4 separate regions of the Mus musculus genome follow, and regions 1, 2 and 4 are each linked to region 3. Evidence: chromatin contacts called from public HiChIP or PLAC-seq and promoter capture Hi-C data. All regions are on one chromosome and are shown on one strand. Each heading gives the region's core, a stretch centred on a gene start, on an enhancer-like site or on the middle of the called end of the contact. The rest is flanking DNA. Distances are from core to core; before and after follow the strand shown.

The links. Promoter capture Hi-C pulls out the DNA fragments that hold promoters and counts their contacts. HiChIP or PLAC-seq counts read pairs in DNA pulled down with a chosen protein or histone mark.
Region 1: a promoter capture Hi-C map of pre-B cells shows a contact between it and region 3, with 3 times the contacts expected there. The contact joins the enhancer-like site here to the promoter of Ints14 in region 3. A contact is called at or near these places in 5 of 39 promoter capture datasets (the C10 cell line, hippocampal neurons, liver and 1 more) and 2 of 115 datasets of contacts at active chromatin or transcription factors (bone marrow-derived macrophages and large pre-B cells).
Region 2: an H3K4me3 HiChIP or PLAC-seq map of fetal liver shows a contact between it and region 3, with 7 times the contacts expected there. The contact joins the promoter of Uchl4 here to the promoter of Ints14 in region 3. A contact is called at or near these places in 15 of 39 promoter capture datasets (the 3T3-L1 cell line, the C10 cell line, the HPC-7 cell line and 9 more), 1 of 115 datasets of contacts at active chromatin or transcription factors (fetal liver) and 1 of 9 other capture datasets (macrophages).
Region 4: a contact with region 3 is called in a promoter capture Hi-C map of hematopoietic stem and progenitor cells, with 4 times the contacts expected there. The contact joins the enhancer-like site here to the promoter of Ints14 in region 3. A contact is called at or near these places in 18 of 39 promoter capture datasets (the 3T3-L1 cell line, the C10 cell line, the HPC-7 cell line and 12 more), 3 of 115 datasets of contacts at active chromatin or transcription factors (embryonic hindbrain, embryonic stem cells and stem cell-derived neural progenitor cells) and 2 of 9 other capture datasets (adipose tissue and macrophages).

The regions. Positions count from the first base shown.
Region 1 is chr9:64,104,111-64,107,388 of GRCm38.p6, forward strand. No RefSeq gene overlaps it. Among named protein-coding and RNA genes, the nearest start is that of Gm39360, 5.2 kb to the left of the region's middle. Within about 2 kb of position 1,326, at least 82 of the 459 cell types and tissues checked have an H3K27ac peak or open chromatin away from gene starts, as enhancers often do. A contact at or near this core is called in bone marrow-derived macrophages and pre-B cells, where this site is marked.
Region 2 is chr9:64,233,272-64,236,756 of GRCm38.p6, forward strand. Uchl4 (ubiquitin carboxyl-terminal esterase L4) reads left to right here and starts at 1,930. Exons shown (of 1, transcript NM_033607.1): 1 at 1,930-3,091. The coding sequence starts at 1,968. The coding sequence ends at 2,669. The region is part of intron 1 of Map2k1 (mitogen-activated protein kinase kinase 1); the gene reads right to left.
Region 3 is chr9:64,959,360-64,962,362 of GRCm38.p6, forward strand. Ints14 (integrator complex subunit 14) reads left to right here and starts at 1,473. Exons shown (of 13, transcript NM_001077631.2): 1 at 1,473-1,579; 2 at 2,335-2,639.
Region 4 is chr9:64,200,592-64,203,862 of GRCm38.p6, forward strand. All of the region lies in intron 5 of Map2k1 (mitogen-activated protein kinase kinase 1), which reads right to left. Among named protein-coding and RNA genes, the nearest start is that of Snapc5, 23 kb to the left of the region's middle. Within about 2 kb of position 1,945, at least 62 of the 459 cell types and tissues checked have an H3K27ac peak or open chromatin away from gene starts, as enhancers often do. A contact at or near this core is called in the HPC-7 cell line, erythroid cells and hematopoietic stem and progenitor cells, where this site is marked.

The sequences.
Region 1 (3,278 bases), core at 76-2,575, 860 kb before region 3:
CTGATGCCCTCTTCTGGTGCATCTGAAGACAGCTACAGTGTACTTACATATAATAAATAAATAAATAAATCTTATAAAAAAAAAAAAAAGAAAGAAAGAAAGAAAGAAAGTGGAGCAGAAAGGAAACAAAATCCCACACATTTAATCACCAGCCAGTGGCGTCTATGGCACTCAACTGTAGTCATGCTATTGTTGGGACTTTATGGTTAGGTTGAACCTGAGCTGCCCAATAACGGGGGCCACTTGCCACATGTAACCGACTGAATTAGAGAGCCTGAATTAGGCCATAGTGACCCAAATGCTAGCATGAACCATACCTCAGCTTGGTAGGGAAGATTATCTTATGTGTGATGTGATGTGTGTTCCTTTGAGGGATAGCTCAGGACTTGGGTTTCCCAGGGTCCCCTTCTCCTCCTTCCCCATCCCATAGCCCACAGTGACAAGGAGGAGAAAGGATCAGCATCTGCTGGGGGAGGGGGAATTCTAGGATGGCAACTGAGGACCTCTGAGGACCTCAGGGTCAGTGTGTCTCTGCTAGCCATCAGACGGTTTGGGGAGATGAGGGAGCATGGCAGATGGTGGCTTCGAAGTCCTAAGGCCTATTTCATACAGCCTGTGAGTTCAGAGACATGTGACAGGGGACCCTCTCTGTCCATGCCATCGTGGCTGTTGCTGTTATTTTCTTTCCAGTGCCCAGAACTGTGCCTGGATGGCATAGGGCTTGACAAGAGGATTTTGAGTTTATGAGTCCAGTGACTGTGATACTCACAGAATCACCTCATGGTGTGTGATTAGCCTCACTCTGCAGAGGTGAAAACTGGTCGAAAGGCATTCAGGAAACCGAGGGCTGGAGTTCAGCTTGGTAGAGCACTCATCTAGTGTGCTGCACAAGTCCCTAGATTCAATCCTCTGCACGGCACAACTGAGAGGGACGGCACACACTGCAATCCCAGCACTTGGGAGATAGGAGTGGAAAGGTCAGGTGTTCAAGGTCAGCCTTAGCTACCTGGGGAATTTGTGGCCAGCATTGGCTGCAGGTGACCCTGGCTTAATAAAACTTTTAAAGCTTTCTTGTGTCCCCAGCTGAGCGGCACCAGCCAAGGCCCCGGCGCACAACTGGCAGGGTGCAGGATGCAGCTCTTGAAGTCCATATCCTAAGGCAATGTCCTTCTCTAGTCCCAAGAACTTGAGTAAGGCTCTTGGGTCCCACAAGCTGAAAGAGAGATCCCAGCAAGAGGTTCGCACTCTGTGAAGCCAACCTCTTCCCTCCTTGTCCTTCCCTGACTCTAAAGAGGCAAAGCCCAGGAGGACAAGGGGTGACTCAGACACTTCCTGTTTTCTTGGCCACAGTAACATCGAGATGGAAACCGCTTAGGCTGGGGTTCATGGCCTAAGAGAGGGGGCTTGGAGAGAAGGTCAGAGTTGCAGAGCCAGCCTGCTCTGGGACAAGGTTGGAGCCAGCTGGGTGAAGCGGCACAGTGTGGTTTCCTGGCCTGGGTGACTGAAGACAAGCGTGGTTTGACGGGTGGCTAGATCAGCAAAGGAGAGAGGGCTTGGGCCAGCTTTTCTTGAAGTGTAAGGGGTTTGTTTTGAGTCCTTGGGGATTGAAGGAGGGCCCAAGGTTCTGCCTTTATTCTTTGGTACAGGCAAATCAGACAGGCTGGGAGGTGACAGGGAGGGGGTGGGGCCCTGCAAACCAAATCCTGGGTGACCAAGAGCTGGGATACATTATGACTGCCCTTCCATGTGACTTCAGAAAGCCCACATCAGCTCTATCGCAGAGTGAAGCTCCCAAAGAGAGAAGGTTTATTTTGGCTCGTGGGTGTAGGGGTTTCTGTCCACAGCCAGCAGCCTCATTGTTTGAGGCCTCTGTTGAGGACAACACACCCATCCGCTCTTCTCAGGACCCAGGAAGCAAAAGAGAGAGAGAGAGAGAGAGAGAGAGAGAGAGAGAGGAAGAGGAAGAGGAAGAGGAAGAGGAAGAGGAAGAGGAAGAGGAAGAAAGGACTGGAAAGATGGCTCAGTGGTTAAGAGCACTGGCTGCTCTTCCAGAGGTCCTGAGTTCAATTCCCAGCACCCACATGGCAGCTCACAACTGTCTGTAATTTCAGTTCCAGTGGATCTAACACCCTCACACAGACATATATCAGGCAAAACACTGATGCAAATTAAAAAAAAAAAATTAACAAAGAAAGAAAGAAAGAAAGAAAGAAAGAAAGAAAGAAAGAAAGAGAGAGGCTGGCAATGAAGCTCAGTTGGTAGAGCACTTGCCTATCATGCACAGTGCCTTGGCTCCAATCCCGTGCATCCTGTAACTAGGCATGGTGGTACACACCAGGTATCACTTGGGAAGCAGAGGCAGGAGTATCAGAAGTTCAAAGCCATTCTCACCTACATAGCAAATTCAAGGCCAGCATGGACTGCAAGAGACCTTTTCTAAAAAAAAAAAAAAAAAAAAAAAAAAAAAAAAAAAAAAAAAAAGAATCCTGGGAGCTAGAGAGCACTTGAGGCCCTACCCTGAGGATCAGAGTTCAGATCTTAGCATCCTGTCTGCTCTCTCTCTCTCTCTCTCTCTCTCTCTCTCTCTCACACACACACACACATGCATGGAGTAAATAAATCTAAAAGAAGAACGCATAGATCTCTGATGAAGGATAACTTGGCAGCATCTATGAAAACCACAGATTCCAGGGACTGGAGAGATGGCTCAGTCATTAAAAACACTTCTGTCTTTCCAAAAGACTCAAGTTCAACACTCACATTGGCATGCTATCCATAGCCTCTATTCTAACTCCAGGGGATCCAATGCCCTCTTCTGGTCTTCATGGTCACCCACATGCACACATCATATGCACACACACAACTAAAAATAAAACTCATTTCCATTGTTAGTAAGTGTGTACAGACTGGTATGGAATTGCACATGCAGAACTATTTTTTTAATTAATTAATTTATTTATTTAATGTATATGAGTACACTGTAGCTGTAAAGATCGTTGTGAGCATTCATGTGGTTGTTGGGATTGAATTTTTAGGACCTTTGCTCGCTCCGGTCAACTCTGTTCACTTAGTTCCTGCTTGCTCCGGCCCAAAGATTTATTTATTTATAAGGACACTGTAGCTTTCTTCAGATGCACCAGAAGAGGGCGTCAGATCTCATTATGGGTGGTTGTGAGCCACTGTGTGGTTGCTGGAATTTGAACTCAGGATCTTCGAAAGAGTAGTCAGTGCTCCGACTGTGACCGACCTGAGCTCATGCCTGGAGCGTGTGTGATTTC
Region 2 (3,485 bases), core at 680-3,179, 730 kb before region 3:
AATTCTGCCTCAATAAAGAAAGAAAGTCTTAGGCTGGAGAGATGGCTCAGTGGTTAAGAGTACCAACTGCTCTTCTGAAGTCCTGAGTTCAATTCCCAGCAACCACATGGTGGCTCACAACCATCTGTAACAAGATCTGATGCCCTCTTCTGGAGAGTCTGAAGACAGCTACAGTGTACTTATGTATAATAAATAAATAAATCTTTAAAAAGGAAGGAAGGGAGAGAGGGAGGGAGGGAGGAAGGGAGGGAGAGAGAGAGAGAGAGAGAGAGAGAGAGAGAAAGTCTATCTTGCAAACCAGTACCTGGTATACAAGATACATATCTAATATCAGTTCAATGAACATTAAGTATCTTAATCTTTAACAAACGAATTAGAACCACACTGTAATCTGGGGCGAGGTGTGATGATACATGCCTATAATCAATCCCAGCACTATGCTGGGATCCACTGTCATTTTGGTCATAATCTAATTCTATCTGGCCTACACAAATGCCATGTATGTGGACAGCAAATAACAGGCAGCTGCGAGCATTTGAGGCACACAAACCTCTGTCATCTGAACTGTTTGGAAGACAGATGGTTAGCAGCTGCAAGTTCAATTACAAAGTGCCTGGAAGGAAGGCAAAGAAGGAAGCAAAGGGATCCAAGGGCCGCTTCATATATTAAGCGTGGAATTCCTTTCCAACAAACATCTTTTATTTCCTTGGGGGAAGCCAACTCGGATATACCCTTTGAACTTGAGAGAAAAGCTTCAGAAGAAAGAATCTAGCAACAGAGAGACGGAGTGAAGCTGGAGGCACAGAAAAAAAAAAATCACTACTTCTAAATTCTACGGTTTGTGTTTTAAGGAAAGACAGAGGGCACGGGAGACTCCACTGTGCAGCCAGGCTAAGAGCCTGGATCAACTGTGTTCTTTGGTTGAATGAGTTGCCTCTTTTCTCATCCTTCATTTTGTCCTTTGCAAAGCAAAAGGGCAAGAATTAACTAAAGGACAAGATGGTTGACTTCTAGACCAGTACTCACAGACATTATACAATGACAGAAATAGTCTACATGTATGCTGCCCAAAACAGTTGCCACAGTGGCCAATAAGGCTTTTAAAGGTAACTAGTATGGCTGAGAAACTGGTATTTAAACTGTACTGAATTTTAGTTAATTTAGATATAAATAGCTATATGTGGGTAATGTCTAGTTTAGAAAAGTACAACACTACAAAATCCTCCTGCATTTTACACAGTGGGGTGGGGAATGATGTTAGCCGAGGCCTGACCTAGGCTCTAACCTAGATCCACAGCTTACCAGTTATACAACCCTATGAAACTACTAAGCTTCCCTGAGCTTCACATCGCCAACTGGTACAATGGACTCTGGTAACCGTTCTTGTAGAATATCCGTGACTACAGAGACCAGAAAGCCCTCAGTGAATGCCAGCTGTTTCTCCAGTTCCTCTTTAGTCTTTGGACTCCATCCTACTAGTCTTCTTGCACACATCCATTTTTATTACCTTGAAGACTAAAGCAAGCCTTAGTCCCCATGGGCAGCCCTGTCTATCAGGAAAGCAACTTGCCCAGGAGTTGTCTCAGGTCCCCAGCAGTGGGCAAGCCTCTGGTGATGGAAGGGTCGGTGCCTCCGGAACCACTGATTTCCGCTCACCCTCCATCCCCTCTGCCTCACATGATCACCAGCAATTTACACTCCTCCTGTGACTGGAGAGCAAGCTGAAACATAACTCACCAAAACACCTGTCACTTGTTTCTGGTACTTTTCCAACTCTTTCCCCTTATCTTTCCCTGCTAAAGATGGTAAGGCTTTTTAATATGAAAATGGCTTAGATTTTTTTTTTTAATTACCACACTCAGAAATAGGGATGCAACAAATTCCATTTATGGTTAACCCAGGAGTTATTTAGTTACCAATATTAAACAAGGCAAGGTCAGAGCTGGAGAGAGGCCGACGGAGCAGTCATGGAGGGTCAACGCTGGCTGCCACTGGAGGCCAACCCTGAGGTCACCAACCAGTTTCTCAAGCAATTAGGCCTGCATCCTAACTGGCAGTTTGTTGATGTGTACGGGATGGAGTCTGAACTTCTTAGCATCATACCAAGACCAGTGTGCGCAGTGTTACTCCTCTTCCCTATCACAGAAAAGTATGAAGTCTTCAGAACAGAAGAGGAAGAAAAGATAAAATCTCAAGGACAAGATGTGACATCATCAGTATATTTTATGAAACAAACCATCAGCAATGCCTGTGGAACGATTGGAACGATTGGACTAATCCATGCCATTGCAAACAACAAAGACAAGGTGCACTTTGAATCAGGGTCAACATTGAAAAAGTTCCTGGAGGAGTCTGTATCAATGAGCCCTGAAGAGAGAGCCAAATACCTGGAGAACTATGACGCTATTCGAGTTACTCATGAAACCAGTGCACATGAAGGTCAGACTGAGGCACCAAGTATAGATGAAAAAGTAGATCTTCATTTTATTGCGTTAGTACATGTAGATGGGCATCTCTATGAATTAGATGGATGGAAACCATTTCCAATTAACCATGGGAAAACTAGCGATGAGACGTTGTTAGAGGATGTCATAAAAGTTTGCAAGAAGTTCATGGAACGTGACCCTGATGAGTTAAGATTTAATGCAATTGCTCTCTCGGCAGCATAGCATCTTGACAGAAACACCAAATACTGTATTATTTGCAACAAAAGTTAAATTTCTGATGCCATAACTAACTCAAAATTTTTAATATTTTCATTAACTTGACTAATTAAACTTTATGTGGAAACAAACAAACAAACAAACAAGGCAAAAGAAACTGTTGTAGAAGGAATGTTCTAGTACAAGAATAGCCCAGCAGTGGTGGTGTATACCTTTAATCCCAGTACTCAGGAGACAGAGGCAGGTGGCTCTCCAAGTTCTAGACTAGCCTGGTCTACAAAGCAAGTTCCAGGACAGCCAGCGCTGCATAGAGAAATCCTATCTCGAAAAACAAAAAATAAACAACAACAACAAACAAACAAAAAAGAATAATAATCTGCCAAAGTCTCTATGTTAATATACTATGATACGAAGCCCGGTCTTTCCTGAAACGTAGGCCTCGCCGTCCTTGGGGAAAGCAGCTTTCCTTGCCTTCAATGACTACATTTTTTAGTTTTACTTTTGTTACATTTATGTGTCTGTGGGTACACATGTGCCACTGAGCAAGAGTCAGGTCTCACCTTCCACCATGTGGCTCCCAGGGGCATCAGCAGGCAGGTGGCTTGAATTGCTAAGGCATCTTGGCAGCCCTCAGTGACCATGGTTTATCAGTAGACACAAATGAGTGATATACAGCACATTTTTGCAATCCTAGTTGTCTTAGTCGGGGTTTCTATTCCTGCACAAACATCATGACCAAGAAACAAGTTGGTGAGGAAAGGGTTTATTCGGCTTACACTTCCATACTGCTGTTCATCACCAAGGAAGCCAGGACTGGAACTC
Region 3 (3,003 bases), core at 223-2,722:
GCACTCGGGAGGGAGAGGCAGGCAAATTTCTGAGTTCGAGGCCAGCCTGGTCTACAAAGTGAGTTCCAGGACAGCCAGGACTACACAGAGAAATCCTGTCTCAAAAAACCAAACCAAAAAAGAAAAAAAAAAAAAAAAAGACTTATTCCTTTCTACGTCACCGAAAAGCCAGCTGTTCAGCAGAACGAGGACGACGACAACAAATCTGAACACCTATCAGATCATTAAAAATGAGCAAACTAATTAACTTAAGTTTAGTCTTTAAGGTCATAAACCAGACCATGTATCTAAGCTGGCCTAGAACAGCAATCCATGGCTGAATCATCACCACAATAGAGCAACTAGACAGATAACTCCTCTGTCTGCATAGTCTTGGCCAGATCTCTCCCATTACGGCTAAGTAATCAGGCTATATATTCTTACTTACCTAGAGCCCCATAACTGTTCAAACATAGCAAGGTCTTTTGAAATATTGAAACTAGCCTGGTTGGAGAAAGATGTCCTGCAGCAAACAAAAGCTAAGTCTACAGGCCATGCGGCCTTGATATTGGTTCCCCAGAGTCTAGTGTTGGCTTTCTCTGCCACCTCTAATAGAAAGAGGAAACATTAAAGAACAACAAACACTTTCCCACGGAGCAAGTTGTGGTAAGTCAGTTCTAAGAGTTTCCCTTCCTTATCCCGCTTGCAACCCATAAGCTTAAAGAAAGCCATATGCCTAAGACTTTACAGGGAGCTCTGTGTTCTCACTTGTAATTGCTGTTGTGAAGTATTGGTCTTTGAACCATAACTACCCAGCGTTCTGTTAGCATCCGTTGAGGCCTACTACTAACTGACATTCTCCAGGCCCCTACAGCCCACAGGGTTAGCAAGTCACCTTTTGCCCACCTCACCCTCTCATCCCCGCCCAGGAACTCCCTGAGGCATATGCTATGCTAGGGACACCTGGTGGAGAGAAGCAGGCAGGGACCCTCAAAGCCTTACATGGAATCCTAAAAGCAAAACCTTCAGCACATCTCAGGCACAAAAGCAATAACTGAGTCACGCTTCTGCCGGTCTCAAAGTCAGGGTAGGGAAATAACGTGGTACTAAGATCTCAATGCAACTTAGACTCAGGGCAGCCAGGTGCTTACAGTCTGAGCACTCAGCCGGGGATTACAGTTTTTTAAGAGTAGGAAGAGCATCCTACTGTTCTGTCGGTGTGACTGAGAATTCTGAAGAAGAAAAGCAATGACAGAAATGTTAGACACTGGCCAGGGGTCTACAGGTTAATAAAAAGGCAAAGCAGAGATAAATGGAGGGAGGCACCCAGAATGGGGTAAGACAAAGGGGGAAGGGCCAGAAACCCCCCGCAGGGCTCAGCCTGGGAGGAAATTGGGGCTCCGTGGGCAAGAGACAGAGGAGGAGCACCCCCTAGCGTCCCGGGAGAGCCACAACCCAGCGCCCGTGGGCTGGAAGCCCCGCCCAGCCCACGCTATTCGCTGCCTCCGGGTTCCCTTATGTCGCACGGCCCTTAAGTTCCGGCTATGGCGCGCGGACGGAAGGTTTAAGCGGACGGACAGAGGCTGGAGATGGGCTCCGGGTAAGTCAGGGAATGTGCCTGTTGAGGGCTGTGTTTCGATGGCGGTTGGGGTTACAGGGGAAGGAGTGGAAGGAACAACACAGGGCGGGCGGCGGACCTTCTCTGAGGCCCGCGTAGGGTGGCGGTCTCAGGGGCGCTGGCTCCAGGGCCTGCGACAGGCCTGCCCTCTGTGTGGCCCGGGTCTTGTAAGCAGCAGGATTCCGCGCTTGGGGCCGTGTTTCTTCCTCCCCTGAGAGTCTTCCGTCCCTGGACCCTGAGACTTCCGTCCCCTCTTTCCCCGAGAGTTCCATACAACAAATGTTTTGGGCTCGTTTTAAAGGTAAAGGTCTATTCTTCAGTTGCAGTCTTAAGTGAACTCTGCTGCACTTCAGGCTACCCATTCAGATATTAATCATCTGAGAATTTAGAGGAATTCGTAGGGCAAGCCAGAGCGACAGAAAAGCCGACGTGTATGCACTTAGAAACTGAAGTGGAGCTTTGAGAGATTCCTGAGCGTCAAATTGCTATGAATGGGCTAATGATCCCCTTCAGAGTAGAACTATAAATGTAATTGATGGCTTTTAGAGCAGTCATGTGGCGAGGATGTATCATCAGGAGTAGACTGTCCAGGAGAAAGAAAACCCTTGGTTATCTGAAACATTGTAAAATGGTACCAATTGGAAAGGCTGAGGGCGGTGTGGGGAAATTTGATCAGAGTCAGCCCAAGTGAGAAATACATCGTGTTATCTACTAATGAGAGATCTTTTATTTTTCAGTTTTGTGGCTAAGCCCAGACTGCTTGAGTGAAACAGCCTTCAGGGACGTTCCATTCTTTCGTTTATCCCAGTGCTTACAACCCAAAAACAAAATTGGATTGCCACAAGTCGGCCACGGCTGAGGAAGTGCACTCGGGCCCTGACACAAATGCATCAGTCAGGAGAAAGAGCCAGCTTCTCAGGTGTCTTCAGAGAAGGCCAGACTGACAGCTGCGGTCACCCATTGCAGTGCTAGCAGCAATTTCATGGACTGGAAGTGCTTGTTGGTACTTGATCCAGAAAACTGTTTCTCAATCTCTTAAGAGGTGAGGGCGTGATCATCAGCTTTAAAAACCATAAAGGCTTCCGTGCATAAATGTGACCCACAAGAGCTGGATAAACTGCACCTGAGCAGAAGTGCAGGACTCCCTGGTGGCTCTGCTTAAATAAGAAAGTGTATTTTTGTGTACAGAGTTAAAATTTACAATGTATTTTCCTAATGAATTAATGTATGTTGTATTAGGGGTAGTTCATTGGTTATGTTGAGATTTTGATGAGCACCTGCTGTGTGCCAGATGTAAACCTGAGTAGACATTAGGAAGCAAAGTCTTTTTAAAATTTTATTATTTTTTTATTTTTTTTTTGGTTTTTCGGGACAGGGTTTCTCTGTGTAGCCCTGACTGTCCTGGA
Region 4 (3,271 bases), core at 695-3,194, 760 kb before region 3:
AACGATAACTAGTGATGTTACTATGTGGACCCAGGCTCCAAAGTCAGGCATCAAAAAAAAGTCCAGACCAGAGGTTAAGAGGCCACTTACCAATCCTTCCTGGTTTAGAGAGAGCCAGGCCCTTAAAGAAACACTTAAGAGAGACTGACAATTTAAGGACAGTTTTAGTCCTCGCTTACTCTAGATCCATAGAGAGAGTAACCAGTAACCATGTGCTCATCACTACCTTCAACTGCAGCTCACTTTCTGCCAATCATGCTCCTAAAATCCTAGCCCTTTACTGATAGGGTGAAAGGAAACCCACTGTCTCAATGCAAATCCCAACCCTTTGCATCATCCACCCATCAGTCTTTAATCTGACTCACTATGGTCTCACTTCTCCAAGTTGGACCAGAACCTCTGTGAAGGCAGCAACCACATAGCAGTCTAGGACCATACGTTTGTATTTGGTTTTAAGGGGGGATGGGGGCAATAACACATGACAAAGTGTTCTTAGCCCTGACTGGGACTGGCCTGGAACTTGCAATGTAAAGCAGGCTGGTTCAAACTCAGAGATCTGCCTGTCTCTGACTCCACAATGCTAGGGTTAATGTTCTTTTATTAAGTACCATCACCTTGGTGCTATTAGAGATTTACTGGCCAGTTTCATCTGATCCTGGGTTGTCCCAAGAAATGGAAGAGGTAAGACAGATAAATTACCTACAGTTTTGCTAGGATCACTCAAAGGGGTAGAGTTGGAAGGAACTTTCCATGAAGTTTTACCTGCAACCAGGATGCTGGGGAAAGACATGTTTGGAAAAACTCCAAAGAGTTGCTGTAGCCACCTCTGAGTGGCGGTGCTGTATGGAGCCAGTCAGCATTTACTTCCAGCAAGAAAACCAGCTGTTCCCATATAGAAGACAATCCCACAACAGAAGCCTCTAATTAACATGGTTCCTAGCCTCAGGCTGAGAATGACTCTACTGTTGCTCCTCCACGGTGTCAGGTCTCATGAGCTGCCTTCCCTCTTGATTTGGTAGTAGTTAATAGGACCACCTTTAGAGTAATAACCAGGTAATGAGACTTCCATAGCAAACCAATCTCTTTGGGCATGAGACTCCTCTCTGAGTGTTACCGCTAACAGACTGGCAATCAGGGCCCCAGGGTTGCTAGTAGGTCACTGCTCTCCATGACCAGCAGGTTCAATCACAGCTCCCCTCCCCCCAACCCCCAACCCACAGCTATAATGTGACACTGATTCCAAAAGGACCAAAGTCAAGTCCTCCTGACACCACCCCTCCAGCTAGTACCTGCCCTCCGCTCCTAGGGGCTTCTCAGAAAACCTATTACTTCTCTCTCATGTCTCCTCCTGCCATTCATGGTGCTCCCCCTCCCTCCCTCCCTCTCCCCCCCCCTTCTCTAGTATTCTGTGTTACTGGGCTATGGCAACCCCTAAAGAACTGCTCTCCGCCAGGCAGTGGTGGCAAGTGCCTTTAATCCCAGCACTTGGGAGGCAGAGGCAAGTGGATTTCTGAATTAGAGGCCAGCCTGGTCTACAGAGTGAGTTCTAGGACAGCCAGGGATATACAGAGAAACCCTGTCTCAAAAAAGCAAAAAAAAAAAAAAGAGCTGTAAAGCTGTCATTCTTCAAGAACCCACAGAAACAAGCTGAGAGCCACGGTTGGTGCTTACCTTCTCCAAGGCAATTAATCCTTCCTTCTCTTAACTTGGGTCAGGAACCTTTTTCCCCCATTAATTAATTTATTATATTTCCTTTACATTCAGACTGACCACAGCTTCCCTTCCCTCCTCTCCTTCCAGGCCCACTTCTCTGCCCCCTCCCTGCCCCTATCTCCCCCTCTGCCTTTCTCTTCAGAAAAGAGAAGGCCTCCTATGGATGTCAACACACTTCAGGGCCTCAACAGGAAGCTTTTGTAGTAAAGAACTGGAGAGTAAATATTTTAGGATGAGTCATTTCTTTCACAAGAGACTGTTTGAAAATACCAATACAGCCACAAAGCAGTCACAGAGAACACTTAAGCAAGTAAGTGTGGCTGTGTTCTAACAGGACTTTATTTATAGACATTAAGCTCATTGTTTGTTTGAGGCAGAGTCTCTCCAATAGCCCTAGGTGTTCTGAACTTGCTATATAGACTAGGCTGGCCTTGAACTCATAGAGCTCTACCTGCCCCTGCCTCCCCAGGGCTACGATTAAAGGCATGTGCCACCATACCTGGCCAGGGATGTTAAAATTTGAATTGCACACAACTATCACATGTCACCAAGCTTTGAAAATCATCCTTAGCTTGCAGAACATACAAATCTAAAGAAAGCAGGCACAATGTGGCCTATAAGCTATCTGCTCACTCCTGTTTTGACCATCTGTTAGGAATTACTGGGTATTTGTTTGTTTGTTTGTTTGTATTTTTGACTCAAGGCTTAGTCACTTTGCCATGGAAACCCTTTTACTTCCTTTTGTCCAAAATCCTGGGAATTGAGCCCAGCCTTACCCATGCTACAACATGCTCTAGTACTGTGCTCCACCCTACATTCCATTTGCTTGCTTTCAACATCCATTCCTTCTCCTCAACAATTATTAACAAATTTCCTCATTACTATAATCTTCTTCTGAAACACCAAATAGTTTTGCTTGGGTATCAATCTATGTGACCAGCCACAAGCACATTAATGCCCTGGCACAACAGGCCTAATTGAAAGCCCATCAGAGGCCCAGCACTGGTGTGGACAGGGGAGAGAAGGTGAAGCTTTCCTGGGATTGAGCACATGCAGAACCTGCTGTGTAAGTGGCTGGTGAGGTCTATGCTGCCCTCACTAAAGAGAATCTGCCTGAAAAGAAAGCCTTACAAAAAGAGGTGCTTCAGGGCAACCAGAGCTGCACAGAGAAACCCTGTCTCAAAAAACAAGCAAGGCTGGGAAGACGGCTCAGTGGTTAAGAGCACTGACTGCTCTTTCAGAGGTCCTGAGTTCAAATCCCACATGGTGGCTCACAACCATCTGGAATGGGATCTGACGCCCTCTTCTGGTGTGTCTGAAGACAGCTCTGGTATACTCATACATAAAATAGATAATTCTTTTAAAACAATAAAACAAAGACTATATCAGCAAATGTACATGATGTGTATGCCTTTAATCACAGCATTTAGGAGGCAGTGGCAGGCGGGTCTGAGTTCTCAGGCCAAGCTGGTCTACATAGTTAGTTCCAGGTCTGCCAGGGCTAAATAATAAGATCCTTGTCTCACAATAAAGGATATGTTAGTAATAGAACACTTTA